Regions from separate parts of the Mus musculus genome. Here region 1 is linked to region 2. A link is a contact called in public promoter capture Hi-C data. All regions are on one chromosome and are shown on one strand. Each heading gives the region's core, a stretch centred on a gene start, on an enhancer-like site or on the middle of the called end of the contact. The rest is flanking DNA. Distances are from core to core; before and after follow the strand shown. Region 1 holds the start of Mterf1b (mitochondrial transcription termination factor 1b). Region 2 overlaps Akap9 (A kinase (PRKA) anchor protein (yotiao) 9).

Evidence for each region. Promoter capture Hi-C pulls out the DNA fragments that hold promoters and counts their contacts.
Region 1: a contact with region 2 is called in a promoter capture Hi-C map of embryonic stem cells, with 2.5 times the contacts expected there. The contact joins the promoter of Mterf1b here to the enhancer-like site in region 2. A contact is called at or near these places in 4 of 39 promoter capture datasets (the C10 cell line, the SN4741 cell line, embryonic stem cells and 1 more), 1 of 484 Hi-C or Micro-C datasets (pre-B cells), 1 of 115 datasets of contacts at active chromatin or transcription factors (the 230-238 cell line) and 2 of 9 other capture datasets (adipose tissue and liver).

Annotation. Positions count from the first base shown.
Region 1 is chr5:4,187,472-4,195,201 of GRCm38.p6, reverse strand. It overlaps Mterf1b (mitochondrial transcription termination factor 1b), which reads right to left and starts at 2,835. Exons shown (of 2, transcript NM_001042670.1): 1 at 2,784-2,835.
Region 2 is chr5:3,937,214-3,945,025 of GRCm38.p6, reverse strand. The region is part of intron 1 of Akap9 (A kinase (PRKA) anchor protein (yotiao) 9); the gene reads right to left. Gm51438 (a long non-coding RNA gene) reads right to left here. Exons shown (of 2, transcript XR_003955841.1): 2 at 1-7,812. Among named protein-coding and RNA genes, the nearest start is that of Gm51438, 13 kb to the right of the region's middle. Within about 2 kb of position 1,350, at least 6 of the 459 cell types and tissues checked have an H3K27ac peak or open chromatin away from gene starts, as enhancers often do. A contact at or near this core is called in embryonic stem cells, where this site is marked.

The sequences.
Region 1 (7,730 bases), core at 1,586-4,085, 250 kb before region 2:
CACTCATATCCACTCTAGATCCTTCTAGATGCCTCTGGCTGTTTTCTCCCTCATATATACAATCACCCTTCTGTTACAACAAATCCAGGAACAGCCATGTCCTCCTTTAATTTTTTTTTTCCAGTCAAGGGTGTGGGCCCCAGTAGATCCAACATTCTGATGATGGCCATATAACCAAATGAATACAGACAATACTAACTGAATTTAATGGCTTTAAAAAAAAGAGCTCTTGACTCTAGCTGCATATGTATCAAAAGATGGCCTAGTCGGCCATCACTGGAAAGAGAGGCCCATTGGACACGCAAACTTTATATGCCCCAGTACAGGGGAACGCCAGGGCCAAAAAGGGGGAGTGGGTGGGTAGGGGATTGGGGGTGGGTGGGTATGGGGGACTTTTGGTATAGCATTGGAAATGTAAATGAGCTAAATACCTAATAAAAAATGGGAAAAAAAAAGAGCAAGAACAAAAACTTCAATGGTTATGGAATGGGATGTGAATTTAGGAGGAGCTGGAGGAGTGGAGTGAATGTGATCAAAATACACTGTATTAAATTCTCAATTAATTAATAAAATATACATATAAAAAGAAAAAGAAAAGAAAAGAAAGAAAGAAAAGAAGAAGAAGAAAGAAAGAAAGAAAGGAAGGAAGGAAGGAAGGAAGGAAGGAAGGAAAAAAGAAAGAAAGAAAGAAAGAAAGAAAGAAAGAAAGAAAGAAAGAAAGAAAGGAAAAGAAAAGAAAAGAAAGAAGGAAAAGAAAAGAAAGAAGGAAAGAAAGAAGAAAGCAAGCTCTATCTAGCATGTACAATCCAACCTTTTCCCTTCCAGATGCTCATGGATGACCTCTGCTGGATAACTGGACAGAAGACTATCACATTACAGTCAGCCAAGTTTTATAAGAAGCGTTATAAATAAGCATGCAAAATTATCCAATAGACAGTATCAATTTTCAATTATACTTGTCTTATCCTGTGACAATTTCTATTTTACATACATTTTATAACAAATACAATATGAATAATAAATTTTTAAAAATCAGTCACTAAGGATACATATACTAAGTCTATCAGCTTGAAGATTACTACCAGACAGCTCATTCCTTTCAGATGATTAGCACCACGGTAAACGATAAACATGACACAGAATATTCAACAGAAATTCTAATACCAATAAAATAAGAAAAAGGTTTGCTAAGACTCCTAAGAAAAGGGTAAAAAAAACTATTAGTTTGTTAGACTTGTCACAAGTAGATTTTTGTTTCTCTTTATATAACTTATCCTCCAAATAAATATTTTCTAAATGTATCAACATATAAAGTTGAACTGAGCATCCATGCAGCACCCAAAGTAGCGCTCCTCTGATTAATGTCATTGTGGTAAGCACCCCCAGGAGGGTTTTACATTCTCTCTCTTCCTTACCAAATCAACTTCACTCAAAACAGCAACAAAGCAATCTTGTTCCTGCCTATTTTAGTCTCAGTGTCCTTGCTGTCTTTTCATTATTTTTAACTGACATAACAAATAATGGAATCTGTATCTATCTTCCCAAAGTCCCTCTTTTACTTTCATGTCACACACATGAGTGTGTGTGTGTGTATTCTCCATTAGAAGCATGTCCTATTGTTTTTCCTCATAATTCTCATATTCCCATCACCTTCTCAGTAGATGCTCTCTCCCCTCAGCACTTACTACTACTATCTTATCAAACTCAAAGCTCACATATGAGCGCACTCGCAGGCGGGAAAGCACGTGCACTTTTCTGAGTTAAATTGTCTTTTCTTTCAGAAAAGAAAAAGGGTCATTTTCATGAACCCAAGTTGTATTTGCAAGTCATTGTATAAACACAATGTCCTTTTAAAAACAGATTGTTGAGCTGAATTTGTAACCTCTGGCAAATTAACTATCCCAAGACAAATTTTAAAAAAAGCAAATATCGAATAATTGCCTTCAATCTTCCTCTAAAATAAACCATTTTCTTAAGCTTCGTTAAATTTCATGAATATCACCAACATCTTGGTGACTGTAACTACCGAGGTTCAAGATGGAAGATTTATGTCCCTGTCCCTTCCCGTCCCCTCCACCCCACCCCATCCCACAGCTGGAAAGCTAACAGGTGTTTAAAGAAAACTGCTAATCTTTGGGAATTCCACAATCCCGCTACTCTTTTGACACAGCATTTAAGTGTACAGGGTTGTTTTGTTTTGTTTTGAACAGAACTACATATCGATGTCGACTTTGTCATAAGAGACTTTAGATCTCTCCAGAAAAGGTAAAAACCGATGTTTCTACCACCACACCACTAATTTGGAAAAGAAAAAGGCAAAAATATCGCCAGTGTAGTAGAGAATAAAGAAGTCCAGGTCAAATCATTTTTGTGAGATGCACGACCTCTCGCAAACTAAACATTTCTCAGTCATAATAAAAAGAAAACGGCAACGCATGGGGGGAAGGTAGCGGAATCGCAAACGCACTTTAATACCAGAACCCCACGTTACACATACATTATTTCGTAATGCCCTATATATACAACAACCTAAGGGTGGGCACTGTCCCTAAAGTTACAAATTCCGAGCCAATGCCGAGCTCTTTGCTGTACGAAGTGTGGAGGGCTTGATGAGTCTAAACTCAGAACCGCCGTAATCCCACATCGAAGGCTCGCCTTCCCTCGGGCAGTTCTGCAATGGCCTTTAGCCATTCATCGCCCTGTCTAGCAGAGACTCGCAAGCCGCTCGCAAAGGCTCCAGCAGCTCCCCAGCCCCAGCCCGCACACTGCATCCGCGCTCCTACCAACGCTCCCGGTAGACACCTTTCACTTCCGCCTCTGGACGCCCGGGAGGGAGCGGAGTGCGGAAGTAACGGCTGACTTCCGGCCTCGGCCTGGCGCAGAGGTGACGTCACTAGCCCGGCGCGCTGTGCCTAAATCCTCGGCCGCCTGACCGCGGGAGCCCAGCAGGGGGCGGCTGAGACTGTGGCTGCGGGGACTCTGGGCTCTGGGCTGGTTCGAGACCACAGGGCGGCGCCAAGGCTTCCCTCTGGCTGGGGCTGAGATTCTGCCTGCACCAAAGAACAGGTTCGGTTTGATCTCTTTCTTTTAGGTTGCTTTATAGACCTTGGGGGTCTTTGTTTGTTTGGTAGGTTGGTTGGGTTTTTTTTCCCCCAAATTCTTCTGCATTTTTCTGTTTGGTTTGGTGTTTGTAAGAATAAAGATTTCTATTTGGGAATTTAAATTATTAATAATCAGTTTACTCAGAAAGTGAAACTACTGATCACAGCTTATTCCTTGCCTGGGATTACTCAGTAGCTATTTACGGTGCACGTGTGGCTTGCGGAAAGCAAGACAACCTCGGCCTTCTGGACCGTAACTCCCATGGTCTCGCTTCTGCCAGAATATTCTCTCCTCAGCATGCCCCATGGATTTTCATTTATGAACACCAGGAGATGGCTTTAGTCCTCTTGAAAGTGATATCAATGAGGAAAAGGTGCAGCTGAGATATTGGAGAGGTTGGGAAGACGAAGGGCAGGGAGGGAAAGATGAGGGGCAAAGAAGAGAAAAAGAGAACTAGGAGCAGTGTGGTAGACAATGTTTCCCAAGAGGCTGTTCTGGGGTTCTCATCTTCCTTGAGGGATGTTGTTGTTGTTGTTGTTGTTGTTGAGACAACTTTGTATCAAAGTTGTGCTGCTATGCAAATCTCTCTCCTTTGCCATTTCGTTTTGAAAGGATAGTGACATGTGATGATGCTTGTGATTTTAGATGACCTCACTTGGAAGGAGGAGAGTAGGGAAGTCTACATCAAGATAAACCCCTCCCTAAAATTAGACTTAAAACCCTCAGGACTTAGACTCAATGTGTAGATCAAATGCCATGTCTGTGCTATCTTCAGAATTGTCCCTGTCCTCTTTTAACCAAAGATTGATAATAATGATATAACTAGTAATATTGATTATTGTGCCTTTATGTCTGCCTCACTAGCTTTTCCTTGTTTGAGTCTCAACAAACTCAATTAGAGTGAGAAAGGAATTAGCCCTCCATTCCTCTAAGAGAACCCACGGGTAAAATACCACCATCCATAGATTCCAGGATTCAATAAACAAATGTCCTTTCTACATCCTTGTCAATTACACAAATCTACATCTTCCTGTAATTACACTCAGGGTCTGTAGAGGGATTTTAATGTAACAACATGGCTACTCTAGCTATAATACAGACATGCCTTAGCACATTCCTTTAATCCCTCTGGCTGGAATACAAAGATGCCCTTATTCTACACCATTAACCCAAGAGAATGAAGGTAAAGTTAGTTTGTAGAAGGAAGTACCCATGTTTGAAAGGGGTATCTAATTAACTGGGAAACAAAGTGATGAACCAGAGAAAGATTTGACAGAATAGTATATGCCTAGATCTCATGAGAATAGAGAGATGACTTAAAGGGGGAGGCAGTTTTACTGGGAGAGTTTTACAGAGACAGGTTGAAGAGGAAACAAGCTAGACACAAGTGAAGACTGAATGAGCCAGTGAATGAGAAGGAGCCAGAAGATCAGAACGGATTGCTAGAATTAGTTTGAGACCAAGCAGAGCAATTCAGTCAGAAGTGGAAAAAAGCCAGATTAAATCAGTCAGCTTAGAAAAGTGTTTGAGCCAGAACAGCAGCTTTAAATCAGCTTGCCAGAGTTCCGAAAGTGCCAGAAAGGGTGAGCTTATTCAGCAGGAAGTCTCAGAGGCTGAAAGCATTCTAGACCTAGATTAGATTGTACAGACAAAAGTTTGCAGGAGACAGCCCTTAGCAGATGGAGGCAGTAAGCCTCCAGAGGACAGTCATATCAGGTGAATACAGAAGTCATTGTCTTACATAGGGTTACTACTGTTGTGATGAGACACTGTAACCAAAGCAACCTGAGGAGGAAAGGGTTTATTTAGCCTATGCTTCCACATCACTGTTCATCACCAAGGAAGTTCAGACAGGAACTCAGACAGAACAGGAATTTGGAGGCAGGAGCTGATGCAGAGGTCATGGAGGAGTGCTGCTTACTGACTTGCTCCTCATAGCTTGCTCAACTTACTTTCTTTTTTCTTTCTTTTTTTCTTTTTTCTTTTTTCTTTTTTTTTTTTTTTTTTTTTTTCGAGACAGGGTTTCTCTGTGTAGCCCTGGCTGTCCTGGAACTCACTCTGTAGAGCAGGCTGGCCTTGAACTCAGAAATCTGCCTGCCTCTGCCTCTCGAGAGCTGGGATCAAAGGCGTGCGCCACCATGCCCGGCTTCAACTTACTTTCTTATAGGAACTAGGAACTCCAGCACAGGGATGGCATCATCCACAATGGATGGGCCTTCCTCCACCAATCACTTATTGAGAAAATGCTGGACTTGTCAACAGCCAGATATGATAGCAGCATTTGTCTCAGCCAAGACCTCCTCCTCTGTTAGGGCATAGGTAAAATATTAAGGCGTAGATGGAATATTAAGGCATAGATAAAATGTTAAGACACAGGTACCAGACTAGCCTCCCATCATAAGGAAACTTTCTCATATGTTTCTTCTGTTGCTAGGAAACTTTCCAATGCCAAGTTGATTACATATTTTGTTATATTCTGTGCCCTTGGAAACCAATCACAATAGAAGTCAGTAGAACTGTTGTGCATAGTTACCTACAACAAGCATGGACCCGAACCAACCCAACAGCACTTCCTGCACCTGTGTATAAGCTTTTATGATATAAGCTGTCCCTGGAATGGACCCCAATCTAAGAGAGACACCTGTACTGTAGTCTCCCCTCCCCCAGCCTGAAACCTGCTTGCTCAGGGGTGGAGCTTCCCGCTCAATCGTTCTGCCATGCCCACTGCTGGAACCTGCCGCTTTGCTGTTCGGAGCCACACACTGTTCACCCTGCTACTGGACCCCGAGACCAGTTGGCGGGAATCGGGTTCCCTCCCCCTTCCTTTATAACTGAATGTCGGAACTAGTAAAATTGAGCTTTGAACAGGATGAACTTGTCTTGGCTCCGTTTCTTCTTTCTCCCCGTCTAGTTTCTCCCTTAGCTGGAGTGGCCATCTCAGTCAAACCGTTCACGTTGCGAGCTGCTGGCCGGCTGCAACACTGTACCAATATAAAGAATCATTTGGATTAAGACTTTCATTTTAAGTAATGATCGAGTAAAGTTTAAGTTTCCAAGACCTCCCTTGGGAATTGACATCCTATTTGGTAGAAAGAAACAAGTACGTGGGTAACTGACATCCTGGTGGGCAAGTTCAGACATGAATATTAGACAAGGCAAGTCTCCTGCCACACTTGAGTACCCCAACCAAAGAGAACAGTATAAATGTACAAAGACATGGTCCTAAGGAAATCCCCTATCCCTAAATCCTGATCGGTGGAATAACTTGGCACAGATGTTTGTGGAATTTAGGCTTAAAAACTGTAGAATCTAACTCAGTGTCACATTTCAGTTCCCGAATCTAGATTGTGGCTCTGATGGATCAGGCCTGGAGCAGATGCTCAATAAACCATCCCAATCTGTCTGGGATTGGTGTTCATGGGTTTGTAAGGTGACCCCAGCGCTGATAACTACATTGTGTGAAGTTGACATAGAACTATCTAGTACAGTCACCAAGGGAACATAGGTCTCTACCAGGAAGGTTCTGTAGCCCTGCCTGTGGTTGCTTTGTTTGCATCTGAGAATTCTACATAGAGCTCTGGTTGATTAAAACAGTAAAGTTATCCAGTGAGTTTCAAGTTGTTAACATCCTGCAAACTAGCAAAAAGCTAGCTCAATTTCCTTCCCTTTATGCTGACCTCACAGTCTTAACGATCTTACTCCAGGCAACTTACTTTCTTTGAAGAGTGCCTAACCAGAATCTACAGAGACTCCTTGAGTCAGATTTCCTATTATAACAAAGGCCCATGGCAAAGAACAGGATACTGGCTTAGGAAATTTGCTGCTTGCAGTCCTGAAGGGATCCTGGATTCAGTGGGAATGAGGCTGACAACATAACAGGACAGAAGTGGCCAAGACAAATGGAATAATTCCTAGAAATCTTATACAGCCATGTGAGTCTAAATGCCTGTGAGATGTTTTTATCTTACAGAAACACTTTTAATCAATTACCATGGTGTAATATCAATCTTGGTAGAGAATTTATCTCATCAGAGAGTTGGAAAGCAAATACTAAGAAGGATGGCATCTTCCTTGCTCAAAAGTGTCTACATTATGTTTTTAAATTCTACCTGTAAAGACTTATTCCTCATTATTATAGCTTGGTAGTTTTAAGTTGAAATGATTTGAAAGAGGAAATATTGAGCTATTGGTGGCAAATTTTTCTAGAAAGAGCCAACCAGCTATCAGCTAATGCTTGCTGTCTCATCTGTATATTATTTTCTCCATTCCTGCTTCTTGTTTTAACCCTTTACTATTTTCTACCCCCTCGTGTGTGTGTGTGTGTGTGTGTGTGTGTGTGTGTGTGTTTATCAGCAACACTCTGACTCACACTGTTAAATTGACTAGCTCACATTTTCTTTTTTCTGAATGTTCCCCAGAACATCAGGATCCTCTGTTTTTGTCCCAGTTCAACTATGTTCTGTCCTTTCTCCACCTTGACATCTCTAACACTAGCAGGAGTCTCAACAGAAACTTCTTATCTAGCTCCCTCCATTGTTGGAGTAGTGGGAAATGCTTCACTATGGGGGACCCCATTTTCCCAATAAGCAGTTTACTATGCTGTTTTTCAGAGAAGGTATCTATAAGGA
Region 2 (7,812 bases), core at 101-2,600:
TCATGCACTACTAAACCCAATGGAGAAAACACACATGGACATGCACAAAGAGAACAATTCTACAACTGTATTTGAATGGGCTGTTTCTAAAAAGGCATAAAATTACAGAGACATTGTTCTTGGTCTGTTTTACTTGATTCTGTGGGGTCATAATTTCTCCTGGTTACCTACGTAGAAGACTCCTGAGAGCTAGGGCTTTTGTTGCAGTTCAACACCTAGAACACTGCGCACTAAGTATATGTTGAATAAGAGGGAAGACGTCACTTAGGGAAGACACTGTAAAGCAATAATTTTAACCTCTTGATGGCGTAAATGACACAACACAAAGCACATCCAACTCTACAGGGTTCAGAACTGGAATTAAATATTCTAAGTACTCATTAAGCTAATGAAAAACATAAAACTACCTTTAAACTATAATCTCTTAAGGAAACAATTCAAATTCTGAGAAAAAAATAATATATGCAACAGTTTTCCAGCAAGAATTGTGTTTATTAAAAAAATTATAGACCTCGAAAGAGCAATTCTCAACTTCATAGGAAAAAACAAAAAAACCCAGGATAGCCAAAACAATCCTGAATAATAATAGAACTTCAAGAGGTATCACCATCCTTGACTTCAAGTTGTACTACAGAGTAATAGTAATTAAAAACTGCATGATATTGATATAGAAACAGACAGGTCAAGAAATAGAATCAAAGCCCCAGAAATAAACCCACACACCTATGGTCACTTGATTTTGGATAAAGAAGCCAAAACCATTCAATGGAAAAAGAAAGCATCTTCTACAAAGGGTGGTGTACTAACCAGTCCAACTGGATGTCTACAAGTAGAAGAATACAAACAAATCTATATTCATCACCCTGCAAAAAACTCAAGTCCCAATAGATCAAAAACCTCAACATAAAACCAGATACACTGAATCTCATAGAAGAGAAAGCACAAAGTAGCCATGAATGCATTGGCACAGGAGACAATTTCCTGAACAGAACACACATGACTCAGACTTTTAAGATCAACAATTGATAAATGGGACATCTCATAAAAATGCAAAGCTTCTGTAAGACAAAGGACACTGTCAATAGGACAATACAACAGCCAAGGGATCTTCACCAACTCTACATCTGGCAGAGGGCTAATAGCTAAAATTTATAAAGAACTCAAGAAGTTAAACACCAACAACCCAAATAACCCAATTTAAAAATGGGGTCCAGAGCTACAGAGAATCTCAAATGGCCAAGAAGCTATTAAAGAACATTCAAAGTCTTTAGTCATCAGAGAAATATAAATCAAAACAACTGTGAGGTTCCACATTACACCTATCAGAATGGCTAAGATCAAAGCCTCAGGAATAGCACATGCTGAGGAGGATGTGGAGCAAGGGGAAGACTCTTCCACTGCTGCTGGGAGTGCAAACTTGTACAACTACTTTGGAAATCAATTTGGTGGTTTCTCAGAAAACTGGGAATAGTTTTACCTCAAGACCCAGCCATGCCACTCCTGGGCATATAACCCAAAAGATGCTTCAACATCTCACAAAGACACTTGCTTAACTATGTTCATAGCAGCCTGTAGCCTCCCTCAGCCCTGAAGTAGGCTGATCCAGACTTTGACCTTGCTGCCCCTGAGAAGGAAATTACCCTAACGAGGAGCCTTCTGGCCTAGATGGCTCTTTTGTTCTGCCACCTGCTCTCTCCAAGACACTGCTACCTGCTGAGAGGCCCCTGAGACATTCCGGAGGAACATCCTATTCTGCACATCACCTACAGGCTGGCTCCAGACACCAAGAGTGGACTGGCGGGGGATGGGCCTTCCCCTTTATAAGTAGACTCCCGGAGTAAACTGGAGGGCCTTGAACAGAATCATGTCTTGGCTCCATTAACCTCTCGCCATCTAAGTCTCTTTCAGCCCCAGCCTGCCTCCCTGGTGTACCCGGTCCTTGTAAACCACAGGCCAGCATACAACAGCAGCCTTATTCATAATAGTTAGAAACTGGAAACAACCTAGATGTCCCTCAGCTGAAGAATGAATACAGAAAATGTGGTACATCTACACAATAGAATACTATTCAGCTATTAAAAACAAAGATATCATGAATTCTGCAGGCAAATGGGGGGAACTTGAGATTATCATCCTGAGTGAGATGAACGTGCATGGTATGTACTCACTCATAAGTGGATATCAGCCATAAAGTACTAGTGCCATGTTACACTCCACAGACCCAAGGAAGCTAAACAAGAAGGAAGGCCCAAGTGAGGAAGCCTGAGTCTCACTAAAAGGGGAAATAGTCATAAGAGGCAGATGAAGAGAGAGAACTGGGTGGGAGAGGGGATGGAGAGAGGAAGGGGGAGTTCAGGGTCAGGCGTGGGGAGGGTCAGAAGAGGTAGCCATATAGCGATGAGAATGAATGAAAATTTTACAATTGACAGGGGTGAGGAGGTGGGGAACATCTCCAAAATGAGACAGAGACCTGGGATAAAGTAAGGCACCCAAGAACCAGTAGAGGTGACCTTAGCTGTGACTTACAGCATTGAGGATATGGAACCTCCTGAGGCCATCTCCTGTAGTAAGGCAGAAACCCCAATGGAGCAAGAGAGACACCAATATACCCACAAAACTTTTGACCTTAAATTTATCCTGTCTACAAGAAATGCAGAAACGGGGGATGAAGCAGAGACTGGGAGAATAGCCAACCAATGACCAACCCAACTTGAGAGCCATTCCATAGGCAAACACCAATCTCTGACACTATTAATAATACTCTGTTATGCTTGCAGACAGGAGTCTAGCATGGCTGTCCTCTGAGAGGCTCCACCCAGCAGCTGATTCAGGACAGATGCAGATAGCCACAGCCAAACGGGAGATGGAGCTTGGGGACTCTTATGGGAGAATAGGAGGAAGGATTGCTGTGCCCTGAAGGAGATAGGAACTCAGGAAGACCAACAGAGTCAACTAACCGGGACCCCTTTGGCTATCCGAGTCTGAACCACCAACCAAAGAGCACATAAAGGCAGGACCTGGGCCTCCCAAACATAAATAGCAGATGTGCAGCTTGGTTTTCTAGTGGGTCCCAAATACCTGGAGTGGGAGATATCCCAAAGCTGTTGCATGTATGTGGGATATGTTCTTCTAGCTGGGCTGCCTCGTCTGCCTCAGTCGGGGAGCATGCGCCTAGGCTGGCAGAGACTTGACTTGCAGGGTGAGGGTACACCTGGGGGGTCCCCACCTACTCAGAGAAGGGGGTGGAGATGGGAGGAAGGATGGTAGGAGAGGAGGACTGAGAGGGATTTAAAGTAAGTAAGTAAAAATCAATCAATTAAAAAACAAAAGAAACAAGATCATCTTACATATTCAATTTTTTGGCTACTTAAGTTATTTTATTTTAAACCTGAAAATGGTTAAGTTGATAAAAAAAATAAAAAAATAAAAAAACACCTACTCAATTGGGTAACCACCTGACACTGAAGTGATACACTTTAACTTACTGAGAAAACATTTATTCTAAAACATGCTGGAAATTCAGACACCAGCCATCTGTGTTTTCCATTTGGAAGCCAATTATAAAAATGTTAACATATGTAGTCACAGAAATAGTTGCAAGATTTTCTGGGAAGATAATGTGTCCATATACATCTGTCTTCCAAACCTGGTTCAGATTCCAAGCAAATGTCTTACTCTAACCAGAACAAGAAAAAAAGACCAAACAGTCACGTATTCCTAAACTCAAGACTTACAGTAACATAATTAGTCGTTACCAGTAAAAAAGAATTTTCAGAACATCCTATTACATATAAAATATGTTATGTTTTTTAAAAGAATGCTTATAATCTACTTAGTTGTCTGTGTCCACTGAGGGTTTACCAAACTCGGCTAGAGACTAGTCAAAATATGTGACCCTAACAGTAGGACCTTTTAATCTAAGCCAGACTGCTACTTCATCAAACTTTCGTAATTAAATGAGATAGACGGCTTAAGCATTAGAGTCCTGTACAGATGGAAGTGGTGTAGGAACCTCTCTTACCCTCATTTCCTCAAAGGCTTTTTAGAAGAGAGAAGGCTGCCCAGTGTTACACACATGCAGGACAGAACTTGGCAGTTCTTAGGTAGTTAATACATAGTTCATTTATTCAATAGGAGTGTGTTGTCAATCATGTAGCCACTCTAATGCTAAGCCAGAGAACACACTGTGATGCATAGAACACACTTGGGGGGAAAAAAAAAAACCCTACTCTGATGAACTGTAATGCAGTAGGAAAAATAAATTAAACACACAAATATATCATTTCAAGCAATAAAGCATGGTTTTAGATTTTTTTAAATGTATGTTTTGAAAGAGCCTGAGACAGAAACGTTTGATTTGAATGAAGATGTAAGGAGAGGTCAGCCAACACCAAGAAAAGGATATGGAAGCCAGTGTACAAGGATGAGTATTAATTACCTGCCTGAGAGCACATCAGCAGTACAGCTTGGGTTTCTACTATCCTCCAACAGACTCATGCTTGGAATACCTGGTTCCAGCTGGTACTGCTACTGTGAGAGGGTATGGAACCCTAAGGAGGTGTAGCCTAGTTGGGAAAAGTAGGTCAGCAGCCAGACATCATGACCCTTGAACCCAGCACTCACGAGGCAGAGGCAGGCAGATCTCTTTTCTGCTTGAGAACAACTTTTTCCACATATAAGGCATTCCAGGCCAGTCAGGCTACGTAGTAAGAACATGAGAGGGGGGTGGCGGTAAGGGGGAAGAGGATGAGAATATGAGAATGTGAATGTGTGTTTTTCTCAACATATAAATTGTTGTAGGTAGCCTTCTCTCTGAGAACTAGCTTTTATGGTACCAGAAAGTACCATGCCAGCTTCCAAAGGAGGGAAGCTACCAACAATACTACCCAGCTACAGCTCCTATGTACCACAGCAATTGGCCTGCATGGCATGATAACCCTAAGGGTGCTGTAGTGGCAAGCACACCTTGGTGGTAACCAACAGCTCTCTAATTTGACTTAAAGCTCACTACACAAGAGAGAACTCATGACTGGTATTGGAAAGGTAGCCACCTACCCAAGGCTGGTAAAACTCTAGACCTTGGAGAAGAACCAGCAGCTACACTTTACCAAACCACCATAACCCCTAACTGATGCTAAGTACAGAAATGTTCTTTTAGCATTAATCTTTACCTTATGGGTGCACTAAATGTATTCTACTGAAAATGAAACATATTTCTAAAGTATGCAGAACTAACTTTCTAGGAAAGCAGCAGTGAGCACAGACAGCCTCTACCATCTACAGCAGCCCTGATTCTCTACCTACTTCACCATGGTGAGAACACATGAGTCCATTAGATTCTTCTCTTGAAGTTAGGGAACTAAGAGGTTCTAGCGGCTTGAAAGAGCATGCTCCCCCAGAGGATTGTCTATTTGAACACTTGGTCTCCAGTCAGTAGTGCTGTGTGGGACATGTAGGAGGTGTGGCCTTGTCAGAGGCAGTCTGGCCCTAGAGGAGAGCATGAGAGTCAGTTCTCTCACTCTAATGCATGTCTGAGGCTCAAGATGTGAGCTCTCTGCCTAGTGCTCCAGCCGCCAAACAACGACCCACCACCATGATGACCTCACTGTTGCGTACAGCATCAACACTGGTGCCATACAAAAGAAACTCTTACATAAGCTGTAGTGGTCGTGGCCTCTTGTCCCAGCAGCAGAGCAGTAACTAAGAGGTAGTAAACTATCTAGAAAGACAAGGGAAACATCCCAGTGAAGGGATCTAGGATCAGCGCGTGATGTTTTACTCACTGGAATCTTAGCTGTCCTGCTCTGACAACCTCTAAAGTGCCCTTTGCACCCTGTTCAACCATACACAGGCACGAATACTTTCCTCCTTACCCAACAGAGCCAGGGTTTTATTGCTGCCACTGCTGCTTGTGTTCTAGCATTGGATGACCCCTCCTTCCTCAGATACACACCAAGTAAAGTAACTGCTGTACAATAAATCAAAACACACACACACTCAGTGGAGCAGAGTCAGGAAAACTGGTTCTGCAAGTGGCACCCAACCCTTACTGCTCACTGAGTTTCAAAATCAGGAAGCTTCTTCCTACCCTAACTTTTCATTTTGGTAAGCCATGTGGCCTAGACGGCAGAACTTTGAAGCCCGTTTCCCAGGTGCTTCTGACACAGTAAGATGTGGCTGTGCACTTACTCTATGAGTAGACAGGTCTCCAGTGCTAAGCAGTTTTTCTTTGTGTCCCCTATTCGCACTGCACTGCCTTTCTGCTCTAGCAAAGGGTTTCATACAGTCCCAGCTAGTCCTGCCCTCCTGACCCTCCTGCTTTTGCCACCAGCCCAGCTATCTGCCCCTTCTTTTGGTTTTAAACTGTATTTGGGGGCTCCGCTGGATAGGACAGATCTAGGAATCCACCCCTTGCATTTGGTCAGCCGCAGGCATGTATAGTCAAAGAAAGCTGATCTGAAAAGGAAGAGATAAAGGATACTAAGAAAGTGACAAGTGACAGAAAACAGCAGCAGTCAAGTGGCTTTTCGGGTTCCATGGAGCCTAACTATCCTCCTCTCTCCTCCTGATCCATCTCCACAACAGCTCTTTATCTCTTCTTCACTTACCTTAGCTTTTGTTTCAAAACACAGAAACCCCACCTGAATTAGACTGCTTTGCATTTATCTGCTCAAGTCAGTAGTGTGTGTGTGTTTAAATCAAAGTTTTAATGTTTTCTTTATATAACAATTAACTCATTACTGCTCTGGTAGCAACATATCTATCTGAAAATGGATCCAGTACTTGGAAAGTACTTTTCACAGGTGAGACAAAATGAAACAATGAACACACCCTCTTTTTAACAGTTCCCACTACTTTTACAATCAAAGTTGTTCCATGTTCAGTGGCTCGCATGGTTCCTGGTTAACTGACCGTTCATTCCTTCTCTGGCTCATTTTCTATTGTTCACCTTAATCATCTAAGTTTCAGTATGACACAGATGAAAGAAATGTCTGACACTCTCAAACACGCAATAGCCTCACTGTGTCAATGGCTGACACTCTTAAACATGCAATAGTCTGGGTTTTTTTTCTTTAAATTTATTAATTTATTTTATGTGTCAGTGTTCTGCCTGCATGTACCACATATGTGACTGAGGCCCACTTATGTCAGAAGGCACTGGATGACCCACAACTGAACTTGAGGATGGCTGAGCCACTGTGTGGAAGCTGAGGTTCTCTACAAGAGCAACACACATTCTTACCTTCTGTGCTGTATCTCCCACCCCCTGACAGTGTTGTAAGAGTTTTAACTTTATTAGCTAACTCTATGATATAACACTGGCTCCTGAGGCACGTACTGTAAGAGCTCCTCTTTTTACAGATGTAAAGAAAGGCAAGGAGAGGTAGTCTCCTACTCACAAGGTGAAAAAATACAAACTCAATTGGATCTTACATTGCCTTTGCCTGGTTTAGTCTAACCTCACTACCTACAATTACACTGATTTCGCAACAAAATTTCTTAAGAAATTCTACTCAGAAGTCTCAAAAAGAACTTCTGATATATATGTCACAAACTGATTTTACAGTCTTGCCCAAAATCAACAACTTGGGTTGTCCATCTGGATGTTTTTAAGTAAAATATTGACATCTATCCGCACATCCGTCTGTCTGTTTATTTAAGGGAGGGCGGTACCGTGGCACTTATGTGGAGATCAGAGGACAGTTTACAGGAACTAGCTCTCTTCTTCAACTACATGGGCGATGGGGATCAAACTCAGGGCTATCAGGCTTGGTTTTTATCCAAGAAACCCTTACCAAACTGCCAAAGCAG